3 separate regions of the Sus scrofa genome follow, and all the other regions are linked to region 3. Evidence: chromatin contacts called from public HiChIP or PLAC-seq data. All regions are on one chromosome and are shown on one strand. Each heading gives the region's core, a stretch centred on a gene start, on an enhancer-like site or on the middle of the called end of the contact. The rest is flanking DNA. Distances are from core to core; before and after follow the strand shown. Region 1 holds the start of FAM162A (family with sequence similarity 162 member A). Region 2 holds the start of GTF2E1 (general transcription factor IIE subunit 1). Region 3 holds the start of GOLGB1 (golgin subfamily B member 1).

Region 1 (3,784 bases), core at 941-3,440, 600 kb before region 3:
TTTGGAAAATGGAGAGGGGACAATAAGACTTAATCTAAGAGGGCAATTATGAGAAATCAATCAAGTAAAACCATGTATGCCCAAGTATTTAGCTACAAAATGGGGAAAAGTGAGTGAAAGAGCAGACTGCTTGCAGCTGCTCACAAAACATCAAACATTCACAGATCCTTTGAAAAGAGGTGCTCATACAACATTCTTAGTGGATCTGTCTAGATTAAAATAAATTGTTCTTAAATTGCTTGAGGAATTTTGTTTCGATTGAGTGCCCAACAGTAAAGTTCTTAAACATTAAAAGTTTGCAGAAAGGCTTTGGAATCTCTATAATGCATAAATATATTCTCAAGGCAAGAAGATGAACTACTTACAAACACTCAGTTCCAGGTCAAAGTCCCTTTTATATGGCTTTTTTATAGAGCAATGGTTCTTTCTCTTACATTGCTGGAAAGGTTAACAGAATGCATACAAAAGATTTTAGGCAAATTAGTTCTTCGAAGCTGAACCAATCAATGAAATCAATCTTTTTTAGTGGAGAGGGTATATGTTTTAAAGAAAGTAAATAATATTCAGTATGAGACATGTTTTCCAGTCCATACTCCACTGAAATGCAAAATAAGCCATGTAAAGGATAACTTTTTTTACATTACTTCAATTACATTTACAATGTACATTTACATGATCTCAGCCAAGTTTGGGGGCAATTCTTCCTTCAAAATTTGAATTAAACAACTGTTTAAGGAATTCCCTTTGTGTTTCAGTGGTTAACAAACCCAACTAGAATCCATGAGGTTGAGGGTTAAATCCCTGGCCTCGCTCAGTGGATTAAGGATCTGGCGTTGCTATGAGTTGTGGGGTAGGTCGAAGACGCGGCTCGGATCCTGCATTGCTATGGCTGTGGTGTAGGCTAGTAGGTGAAGCTCCGATTCCACCCATAGCCTGGGACCCTCCATATGCAAAGGGTGTGGCCCTTAAAAAAGCAAAACAAAACAAAACAAAACAAAAAACTGTTTAAGTAATTTGGTACTAAGGAATCAATCATTACACCTTATCAAAGTTCATAAAGGTGATCAATAGAATGATCTGCCCTGGTGCCCAGAAAAGAGACAAAAGGCAAACACTCTGATTTTTCAGCCCCTACTAGGCAAGAAGGTAAATTAAACTCTAACTCCAAATGGTCACTACACAAATGTCTACTAGGAAAACAAACCGCAGACCCTCTATTTACATAAACTGCAAGAGATTCATTTTCCTTCAAGAGAAAATGAATCTTTTTTTTTTTTTTAGAGCTGCACCTGAGGCATATGAAAGTTCCCCTGGCAAGGGGTCTAATCCGAGCTGCAACTGCAGGCCTACGCCAACACAACACCAGATCCGAGCTAAATCTGCAAGCTTGAGTCAACGCCGGATCCTTAACCCACTGAAGGAGGCCAGGGATCCCTCCTGCGTCCTCATGGATACTAGTCCGGATCTTAACCCACTGAGCCACAACGGGAACTCTTTTATTGTAGAATTATATAAAAGAAATGTGCACACACACCTCATTTTAAGAAAACAATTGCAATTACTCTATGAGACCTTAAATCTCTTGCCTATTCAGATAACGAATGGGTAGGAAACCCTAGACTCCAAGTTTTCTCTGAGTGTAGGGATTAACTCTAGAGATGATGGGGGTGGGAGCAGGCGGGAGACTCAGGTAACCTACGGGACAGGAGGTTACGAAGCTGAACGGATCAGGAAATGGGGGGACGTTCTAGAGATGACAGGTGAGCTCAGAGGGGATGGGGGTGGGGAAAGTGATCCCTGAGCATAGGCTCCTTAACTAGGTGGGAGCTGGGTGGGTGGAGAGCCAGGTGGAAGGGTCACTCGGAGATAGCCCTCAGTGCTTTCTTACCAGTGGCTCGCTAGGCCCCAGCTGTCTCCCACTATTGCTACTCTGGGAGTAGGATTCCAAACTACTTGAGGGGAATGCCTAATAAAACAGAGCACCTAACAGGCCTGAGGAGGCTGAAAGATTCCTTCATGCAAAGCGATTGCCCACCCCCAGCCGGGCCCGCGTCTCACCAGCCGCCAGGCGCAGGCTGCGGAGGCTCCCCATGGCCGCCCACTCCGCGGACCAGCAGAGAGGCCCAGGCCGGCGGTGGTGCGGCTGCGCTCTGTGCTCAATGTCACCCAGCGCTGAGAAAGTAAGGCCTCGAGAGGCACCGGCGGGCGGGGCCTGCGGGATGAGGGGTCGTGCTTTGCGCGCGGGGTTGTGGGCGGGGCGTGCGTGACGCGCAGAGCGTGCAGATCGTGCATGGAGGTCAGACTGTACCTTCTGCCGGCCCGCTGGGCTCCGCCCCGCTTGGCGCCTAATCCTGGACTTGTCCTTAAGAATATTCCTTTGGAGTTTATTGAAGGGTTTTGCAATGTTGCATCTAAGAAAGTACTCGTTTAAAATAGAAACAAAGTAATGTGCTTATTGTAGGAATTTTGTGAACTGTAGATCCCAAAGTCACACTGCCTCGGTAATTCAGTAAGTCAATACATTTTTTTTTTCATTTTTCAATGAATACGTATACGCCTGTATCAAAACTACATAACTGGGTTCCTAGTGACCAGTGTTTTTCACCTCTTGCTGACTTGCTACCTGAGAAATTCACATGTATGCTTCCTATGTTGTTTTCTATTTGCCTATTTTTTTAAAGTAGAAGTAAACACTTCATTATTTCCATACCTATTACCTTATTCATCCTTTACCCCACACTGCCAGAAACACCTTTTCTTTACATTTCTTGGTCGGCCCAAATTCTGAAAAGCTCCTTTGCTCTAGGGACTGGATGGAAGGGTTAAGAAAAACCTCACTTCGACTTTAGAGTTCCCCCTGGGACAACCTAGTTGGTGCGACCCGGAAACTGTTTTCCCTTTTTGTAAGAGAAAGGGATTGGAGAAAAACGATCCCTTAAAGTTCTGGCTTTCTTCGATCCATGTATCTGGGCCGGTTCCAAGAAGATATCTTAAAGGAACAGGAATAAAAAGATGGATAGCAGCGTTACGAGTTTCGGTGTGGGTGGCGAGCATAGGAAAAGACAAAGCTTGAGCTTGGCTGTCTCGAGTCCCCTAGTTGTTTTTGGTCAGGCGGCGCCGCGGACACCTTTGCTCCGCGGTGATTGGCTCGCGGCGGGGGCCTCGTGTTTGTCCAATATGGCGGCGCCCAGTGGCAGTGTGAACTGTGAGGAGTTCGCCGAGTTCCAGGTGATGGGTTTTTTTTCGTGTGGCAGGCGTGCCCCTTCTTTTGTTCTGGGCCCCTGTTCCCTGCTCTAGCTTGGAAGGGAGTGCGGACCAGTTGGGGCAGAATCGGGCAGTTCAAAACTCCTTTTTCGAGCCATTGGAGGTCATGGGGGCACAGCTTGGCCTTAGGGAGTGAGGGTGCTCCATTGGGGTCATGGTTCTCCCTGCGACTCCCAAGCCTTGATTAACTGCACCCAGGAACGCCAGGTGGTTCCTCGGCGGTAAAGCTGAACCCAGGCCGAGTGGGTAGGGGTTTTAACAACATTTTAGCCATCCACTGAACTCACTTCTTAGCTTCTGCTATTCTTCTCCTACTTTAAGTTAAGCATTTGTAGATGAGAAGAAACTGGAGGAGAGGTTACTTTTTTTTGTTTTGTTTTGATAAAGCAAAAACTTGTTTTACTATTGTGGTAGGGCAGAACATTTGGAGCCATGGAGGGGTGATTAATTCTAGTACTTGCTCTGGTTCTCTGCCTCCTAATCCTTAGAGAGAATGTAACATTTAGGAAATAGGCTCTTT
Region 2 (4,382 bases), core at 230-2,729, 850 kb after region 3:
AAAAGTGAGATCATATTCCCACATGGAAACACTCAGCTGAAGAGCAATTGATACTTTAAAAAAGGGAAGGAGCTTGGCTGGCCTCTGGAGACTTTTGAGTGTGTGACCTTTGGGGGCCATGTCTGGTTTCTTCTTTTTAGTCTTATCAGTCCATCAGTCACCTATCAGTCTCACCTACAACCCTACCCTACCTAACCCAGACCCCTGAAAGCAAGTTGCTTTTGTTTTTAAACCATATGTATTCTAATCACACAAACACCAGGCAGAGTTGTAAGAACAAAGTTGAAAGTGAATGCACTCTCTGTACTGGGTCTAGGCTCCTCAGCCTCATCTGCAGCCACAATGGCATTCTCTCAATTCCAGGAGCCACACATGCTCTCTGCTTCCAAGCCTTTACACACGCCCCCACAACAAAGGCCGAAGTCCCTTCTCCTAATCATTTTTCACATCTCAAATGACATTTCCTCAGAGACACCTTCTCAGATTCTCCCTAGCAGTTTAGAATCATCCCCCTTTCACATGCTCCCATAGCTCTTTCCCCTTCTTGGTGGCAGTGAATAGTTATACTTTCTCAATGTCTACATCGGAGACAAGGGTCTTAATCTTGTTCACCACTGATTTTCCAGTATGGATAACAGCTGGTCAAGTATTTCCATAAAACTTTCAATAGGTCTCCTCAGCACGTGTTCTTCAAACATGCCCACCCTGTTAGCCCTCACCTCCCCCCATTCACTTTCCCCACTGCAGCTTCCAGAGTAAAGAAAGGTAGGGTATTGAAAACCCTCTTCTTAAACTTCAAATGGTTTTAAGCAGGAGGTGACAGCACCAAATTAGCGATTTTAAAGGATTCTGCTGACTGCAAACTGCAAAATGAAGGGAAAGAAGAAGTGGACGTGGGGAGTTCTGTTAGATTTCGATATATTACTATTCCAAATCTGGAATAACGTGGATTCTATACATCCACCTGGTTTTTCTCAGTTAGCCACACTTCACGATAGTCTCCACGGCTTCATACATAAAGTGGCATTATCACCGCGAAACCTCTGGACCAGCCCCGTTCCCAAATGTTCGTTTCCGCCCCACTGTGACAACCACGACGCCCTAAATTCCCTCGGACTCTGCCAGCTGAGTCCAGAGGCCACACTTGACGCAGCCAAGCCAGTCCTACCCGAGGTCGCACATGGGCCGCTCCGGGGTCAATGGTTCTTTGGAGGACCAAGCAGAGAACCGACTCAAAAGAGTAAGGGGGAGGAGGACAGCTAAGGAAAAAGCAACGAAGACACCCTGAAAGGCGACGTCGAACCAGGGAACCGAGGACAAGGAACAGGGAACAAGGTTTACCAAAGCGAATCCTCGTACACTCCCACTACAGCTTCCCTCTGCGCCTCAACTACCGGCTTAAACGAGCCACGCCACTTATGCGACAAAGAAAACGCCATATTCCTGCGACCAGTTTTAGAAACCACCCGCTACTTTTAACCAGGCAGGCCAATCAGCACGGTGAGGCCTTCAATCAAATCAGTCACATTCCGATTGGCCAATGGCATTGAAGACTCGGCCCTCCATACCCAGCTCTGATTGGTCTTCAATCCCGGAATAGGCGTTAACCTCAGGAAGGAGCTGGCAAGATGGCGTCCCTGGATCGGGTGAAAGTACTGGTGTTGGGAGACTCAGGTGAGCCGCTTAACCCACCTTTGGGGCTCCCGACACTTTTGAGTTATATGAAAATCCTCCCCTTTCACTCCCTCTCCACCCATCTGCGGATGAACTGACTCTGGCGGGGGGCTGACATCCCTCTCAAGGCCCAAAGACTACACTTCCCAGAGGACTTTGCTCTGTTTAAGCGAGCCGCGGCTTCGCAAGTGTTGGGGGCGCGGAGCCCGGGCCTTTCTCTGTTTTTTTTAGGTTTTTACATCTGTCTACCAGATGACCGCAGCTTAGTGATCCTTTGTTTTAAAACATATGCGGATACTGAGTGTGGTATTAGACGCCGTGCTGAGACAAAGTTAGGACCTTTCCTTTAAGAGATTTTGTTAATTAAGGAAATCAAACGTGCGCTTAGGAAACTGTACCAGGTGCTTTGCATATATTGACTCAATCCTGAGATCAGGCCCGTTATCCCATTTTACAGATGAGAAAAGAGAGGCGGAGGGCTGTAAATGACAGAACTGGTTTGAACCGAGAGCCTGTGTGCTTAAAACACTAACCTATATTATTTAGTGAAATAGCAGGTAGTAGTAATCTTTTACGCTCAACTGGGCTTCTTGTTTTCTTTATTCTCTTTAATCTTTTCTTCTTTTTTTTTTTTTTTTTTTTGCTTTTTAGGGCCACACCCAGAGTATATGGAGGTTCCCCGGGCTAGGGGTCCAATCGATCGGAGCTACAGCTGCCGGCTCACACCACAGCCACGCCAAATCCCAGCCAGGTCTGCGATCTACACCACAGCTCATGGCTCCAAACATCTGACACAATGTCTATCAGAGCAAATATCCAAAAGTCAACTCCAGAAAAGCATATCTATGAAATGCAAAGTTACCATTTATTCCAAGTTTTTAAAGAGCTTAGGAATGGAGATAATGAGAAACAGAATGAGAGTGAAGTGGAAAGGGGGAAATGAAAACTTCAGTTCCAGTTGTCAAGTGTCCAAGGTGTCAAAATAATTTTAACACTAGGAGTAAACTGGGCTTAGCATTAAGATGAGTATGACCCTCATCTTAATTTTTCTATTTCTTACAACCCAGCACATAAGAGGTTTTCAATTAAGATTAAAGAGAACAGGAGTTCCCCTCATGGAGCAGTGGAAAGAATCTGACTAGGAATCGAGGTTGCAGGTTCCATCCCTGGCCTCGCTTGGTGTGTTAAGGACCCCAAAGAGCCTGAAAAACAGCCCGACCAAACAATAAAGTTGTTGGGGAGAGGAGATGGTTGAGAACATTTTTACATTGCCTGAAGATTAGTTGAATTACAAAATATTTTACTGAGCATTTAATACTCCCTTCAGAAAGTTGCACTTTGAAATTCTATGAACATAATCTAATTTATGTCAGCTTTAGTTCTTTTGCTTGAAGTGGTGTTGAAGTTAATAAAAGCACTCAGTTTTACAGATAAAGAAAGCAGTGCTAGTCTAAATGGACTTTGAAAGAGTATCACCAAGTAAGATTTAGAACTGGAATCCAGAGTTAACAGTTTTTGATCATATGTAAAGTGAGTGCTCTCTCGCATTTATGATTCCTTTTCTTTTGCATCTAACAATCTCTTCACATTACATTTTGTTCAAACTAGTTGATTTATTCTCCCCCCCCCAAAAAAAATTTTTAAAACCTTCAGCATAACAGGTACTGAATTAGATGCTGGGGCTATAACTGTGGAATCAGTGCGTTATGCAACAGGGTTAAATTGGCTGCTGCATTAAATGGGGAAAATGATCAGGCAATTAGTAGGTTTCTTTAAATTATTATAGTTTAGTTGTAAAAGAGAAGACACAGCAGTGCCCACTGGGAAAGTGACTGATCTTGTCACACATTCACTGATGTTAGGCTATATGTGTAAAATCAGTTATTACCTTTTTATCAGTTCTCTTTTAACAGTGATTTGCTATGTGACAGATTTGAATATACTTTTTACACTTTATCTGCCTTTGTGTTTAAACTTCAAAGTTTGCTTTTGAATAAAGGCTTATTTACCCCGTGAAAATTTGAGGATTTTGCAAATATATAAAGGGATGACTTGGGATTTGTTTGTATTTCTTAGAGATATTTTATAATTTAGTGAGAAATCCTGAAAGTTTCTCTAACATCTCATACTCTTTTGTCTTTGTTCTTTCAGACATAGGGGATGAGCTTAACACACTACCAACTCTTTTGGAGCTGGCTTTTATTTGATCATACTGAACTTTTTTCTGCAGCAAATTAAGTCATTCTTTTGATCTAATTTAGTCCTAATGATGAAAACATGGGATCAGAACCTCTCAACATTCTTAAAGTTAGCCACCATTCTTGGTACTTCAATTGTTCTTACTATTTAGGGTTCATCCCATGTTAGCTAACTCTTATCACCCAAGGCAGTTAATTCATAGACACCTATACAATATTACTGCATAGAGATGTTTACTCTGACACAGTTAAGCTGAACTAGAAGCTCAAGCATTGAATCAAGCTAACTAAATGCCTAGCTGTATGCTTCCAACATAAACCTACGTGCAAACACGAAAATCAGTAATATGCCCTAAAGGCCGTAGATACCAGTGGGTTGTGGTAAATACAAAAAAACTCAGTTTAAGTACTCAAAAATATTATATACCTATAAGTAAAAAAAAAAAAAGAATTAAAGGGACATCTGGGAGAATATTTGATTAAATTGCATGAGCAGCTAATATATAAAGC
Region 3 (4,130 bases), core at 831-3,330:
AGGCAAATAGACACAGATACTTTCACACAAAATCCAGATCTCATAGACTTCTTCACTCTTAGGGAATCATGATTAATGAGGATTTTATTTAATGACTGTATTTAAATATAACACACACAGAACAGCTGTATGAGAGGCCTACACATTGTCAGGGAGCAGGTTCAGCTGTTGATGCACTTGCCTGGGTGCCTCATTACTAAACAGCTGCAGTTGATATTCAGCAACATTCCTTGCTTACTGACCTCAAATAAAATCTCTCCGAGAGCCTGCAGAAGCCCTTCAAGCCTCGGCTCATGTTGGGCCCTGGAAGTGCTGCTCTGTACATTCCAGGTTTTAAGAAGTCCAAGAGAATGAAGCAAAAGCCAGCACGCTTGGTCTGTTTTTCTAAAATTACAGTCCCCTGCAGCCACTATACCCCTTCTCTGTTGTATTTTTCCTAAGCATTTGCCATCTACCATATTACAGTTGATCCTTGAACAACATGGGAATTAGGGGCACTGACCTCCTAAAATGGTAAATCCCAGAATAAATTCTAGTCCATTATCCCTATATATGTTTCTTCATTACAGGTGGTTTTGTATTCATGGGTTGAAACAACCACAGGCCAGATAGTGCAGTATTATGGTATTTATTATTGAAAAAAAATCAGTGTTTTCTTAGACCAGGGCAATTCACACCTGTGTTGTTCAAGAGCCAACTGTTTAGTTTTTTCTCTCCTCACTAAATTATTGTTTTCAAAATGGCAGGAATTTGTTTTCCCTTGATCTCAGCTATATCGCCAAGTCCAAGAACAGTACACACTAATTACAGGGGACTACAATTTAGATGGTCACCAGAAAATGCCTTACTGATGTTTGATCCACAAAGATTTATGTAATAAACATTAGCACGAGGATGCATAGGGTGGGCTGAGTGCCTGACACACAGTAAGTCTCAATAAATTCAAATAATACTAATTGTCAAGGGAGTCCCTGATATCACAGGAGCTGGCTACTTTTATTCCTTTCCTTAGAGGCTCTGTGACTGTTACTGGAGCACCTCACTGACTCCTGTCCCAGTACCAGAGCCCTCAACCCTCACCTGCTTAAGGGCCAGTTCTGACACCACTTATTAAAAGGCATTCTCTGGTATTCACTACTTTCCCTCTAACTCAAATCCTTAGAAACATCTCTGATCCTTTCATACAGATGCCAAGTTCTACCTAGTCCGAGTCACATTAGTAAGTCGCTGTTTGTGAAAGTCACTTTAATCTGGTTCTCATTTTTCATCAGTAAAATGAAAAAGTCATATTAGATGTCCTACTTTCCGGTCTAATATTTTATGACTCTAAGAGCAAAACCCACATTCTTTTTTTTTTTTTTTGTCTTTTGTCTTTTTGTCTGTTGTTGTTGTTGCTATTTCTTGGGCCGCTCCCGCGGCATATGGAGGTTCCCAGGCTAGGGGTTGAATCGGAGCTGTAGCCACCGGCCTACGCCAGAGCCACAGCAACGCGGGATCCGAGCCGTGTCTGCAACCTACACCACAGCTCACGGCAACGCCAGATCATTAACCCACTGAGCAAGGGCAGGGACCGAACCCGCAACCTCATGGTTCCTAGTCGGATTCGTTAACCACTGCGCCACGACGGGAACTCCAAAACCCACATTCTTATACCCTCCTCACAGCTCATTTAGCAATCCTAATGGCAGCTGGTTTCTGCAGTGCAGAGTCTCCGCGAAAGCCCAAGCTACAATGTCGATCAGTTTTGACCAACCCCGCGGAGGTATCAGAAGCAATAAGCGCAGCCACTTTACTTTGGAAACACCTGACCTTACCAAGAAGGCCCGCCCTCCCGGCATTTCCGGCTCTTCCCCAAATTTTCTTCCGGAACACTTTCTCGGGTCTGACTCCACCCCTCCTCCACTCTTTAGAGTCTATTGGCTGTTTCTTTGAGGAAGCGGAGCATTTCCTGACTTTGATTGGTCTCGGTCATTGTTGACGGGTTAGGTACAAACAAGGCGTGCCTGGTCTCCCTGGTAACGCCCTGTCAATAGCCCTGATTGGTCCATATCCTAATCCCAGTTTCCGTCCCAACAGCGAGTGGTTGAGTCCGGCAGCGGGGCGCGGCGGAGGTGGGTGTCGTGTACGGGATTCCCGAGCTGACGTGGCTTAAATTTGGGAGGGGGGCAGCTGGAGCCTCCGGCAACAACCTCTTCCAGGTGAGTGGGGGATACTCCCCAACTCCTCCCTTCCTTGAGCCTTGTAACGGTCACCCCCACCACAAGGCCCGCAGGTCTGCCGAAGCAGCCACACTCGGGTCCCCTCCCTGTCCCGCCTCTCCTGATTTAGTCCTGGATCCGGCCCTTTAATCCACCTTCCTTCATCTACAGGGCCTGGTTCCAATTGTTTACTCGCCGGCTGGCGCCGCCGGATGGTTTCAGGGTCGCCCTACACGGCCTCCAGGCACATATGCACTGTCCGCCCCCTCCTTTGGACTTTTCTCCTCTGGGATAGGCGGAGAAAGGCGCTCGGGTCAGCCCTGTCCGCACAGCCTCGTTCCCTAAGCAGCCTGCTCAGGCCGACCTGTGTACGCAGCAGCCGACGTCGGAGAGAACCTGCCCGGCCCCTCTGCGGTCAGGCCCTAAACAAACTTAGTGTCTGGAAGGGGAGGCGGGAGCCAAACAAATCCAAGGTCTTGAGGGCGGAGATCACAGAAACATTGGCGCTATTAACGCAAATGTGGGTCTGTCGAAGGATCCTGGATCCTGCTACTGAGTTGCTGGGGAGGTTCAGAGAGAGGGATGATCCTTGCAATCCCATTAAGACTAAAATCCCAGGAATCGGAGGGAGGTTATTAGAGGAAAGGGAACCCTGAAGAAAGTTCTGGAGGAAAAAGAATTTGATTTGAAAATGGAGGATGTTTATTCTGCATAACAGGTTGGTGTGTAGGAGTGTTAGGGGTAGATAACCCCCCTCGACAAATGAGGAATATATTTGTCTGACTTGAAGAGTTTCAGTTGGTCTGTGGGGAGAAGACAATTTAAGAGTAGGGCAGAGATATTTAAAGATCGCTGGATAAGTACTTTCACTTTTGGAAACAGTTGGAAGCTTTCCGAGCTTTTAAAGAATCTCACAGTTTTGTGCAAGATAGCACTAGAGAGCTCACTACAGAAAGGCTGGAGGCCTTTTCAGAAGCACGAAGTAATTAAATTTGGATGATCAGAATGATTATGAACTGTCAAAATCAGTAAGTGTTCTTTTGGAAGTGACAGGATATGGTCATGGAATAGATATAGGGAAGAGTTGAAGAGAATTCAAAAATTGCAGACATTGTACACTGACTGTTTCACAGCTTTTACGTTTTATTCTTTGACCATGGAATGACCATTTGATGCTTTCCTCTTTGCTTGTTAAATTTGTTCGAGTACATCAGTACTTTCCAAGTATTTTTAATTGCACTATCAGTAATACATATTTGAGCAACTATCCTCTAAATACTGTATACTCAATTATAAATAATATATGAATAACACTATAAGTATGTAACTTATATAATACACAAAACATATTTAAAAGGATAAAAAAAGTCTTGCTGGAGTTCCCGTCGTGGCCCAGTGGTTGACGAATCCGACTAGGAACCATGAGGTTGCGGGTTCGATCCCTGGCCTTGCTCAGTGGGTTGAGGACCCGGCGTTGCCGTGAGCTGTGGTGTAGGTTGCAGGCGCGGCTCGGATTCCGAGTTGCTGTGGCTCTGGCGTAGACTGGTGGCTATAGCTCCGATTCGACCCCTAGCCTGGGAACCTCCATGTGCTGCAGAAGCGGCCCTAGAAAAGGCAAAAAGACAAAAAAAAAAAAAAAGGTCTTGCCTATTTTCTAGGACACTCCCCACCAAATTTGAAAATCACATAAAGGTGTTTACTTATGTTTTTGAGAAAGTTGCTTCTCTGAAGAATCCTCCTTTTTTTTGGGGGGGGGACCTTTCATTTCTCTGGGATGCAGCCTTTCATAAAAATAATTACTGTTAGGATTAATTCTTTTTTCCTTCTGCTTAAATCTTAAAAGTGTCTCTGTTTTTCCCCTTTACATTAGTGGATTAAAAGGATGTTGATTTTATTCTTGTTTATAAAAAAATAAATCACTCAAACTCCTCT

What was found. HiChIP or PLAC-seq counts read pairs in DNA pulled down with a chosen protein or histone mark.
Region 1: an H3K27ac HiChIP or PLAC-seq map of alveolar macrophages shows a contact between it and region 3. The contact joins the promoter of FAM162A here to the promoter of GOLGB1 in region 3. A contact is called at or near these places in 1 of 5 promoter capture datasets (liver), 3 of 47 Hi-C or Micro-C datasets (heart right ventricle and liver) and 1 of 2 datasets of contacts at active chromatin or transcription factors (alveolar macrophages).
Region 2: a contact with region 3 is called in an H3K27ac HiChIP or PLAC-seq map of skeletal muscle, with 4 times the contacts expected there. The contact joins the promoter of GTF2E1 here to the promoter of GOLGB1 in region 3. A contact is called at or near these places in 1 of 47 Hi-C or Micro-C datasets (heart right ventricle) and 1 of 2 datasets of contacts at active chromatin or transcription factors (skeletal muscle).

What each region holds. Positions count from the first base shown.
Region 1 is chr13:138,149,522-138,153,305 of Sscrofa11.1, forward strand. FAM162A (family with sequence similarity 162 member A) reads right to left here and starts at 2,191. Exons shown (of 5, transcript NM_001243573.1): 1 at 2,059-2,191. The coding sequence starts at 2,092. It overlaps CCDC58 (coiled-coil domain-containing protein 58), which reads left to right and starts at 2,905. Exons shown (of 5, transcript XM_003358793.4): 1 at 2,905-3,228. The coding sequence starts at 3,013.
Region 2 is chr13:139,608,004-139,612,385 of Sscrofa11.1, forward strand. It overlaps GTF2E1 (general transcription factor IIE subunit 1), which reads right to left and starts at 1,480. Exons shown (of 5, transcript XM_021070303.1): 1 at 1,342-1,480. RABL3 (rab-like protein 3) reads left to right here and starts at 1,161. Exons shown (of 8, transcript XM_021070305.1): 1 at 1,161-1,674. The coding sequence starts at 1,629.
Region 3 is chr13:138,752,723-138,756,852 of Sscrofa11.1, forward strand. It overlaps GOLGB1 (golgin subfamily B member 1), which reads left to right and starts at 2,081. Exons shown (of 23, transcript XM_021070274.1): 1 at 2,081-2,111.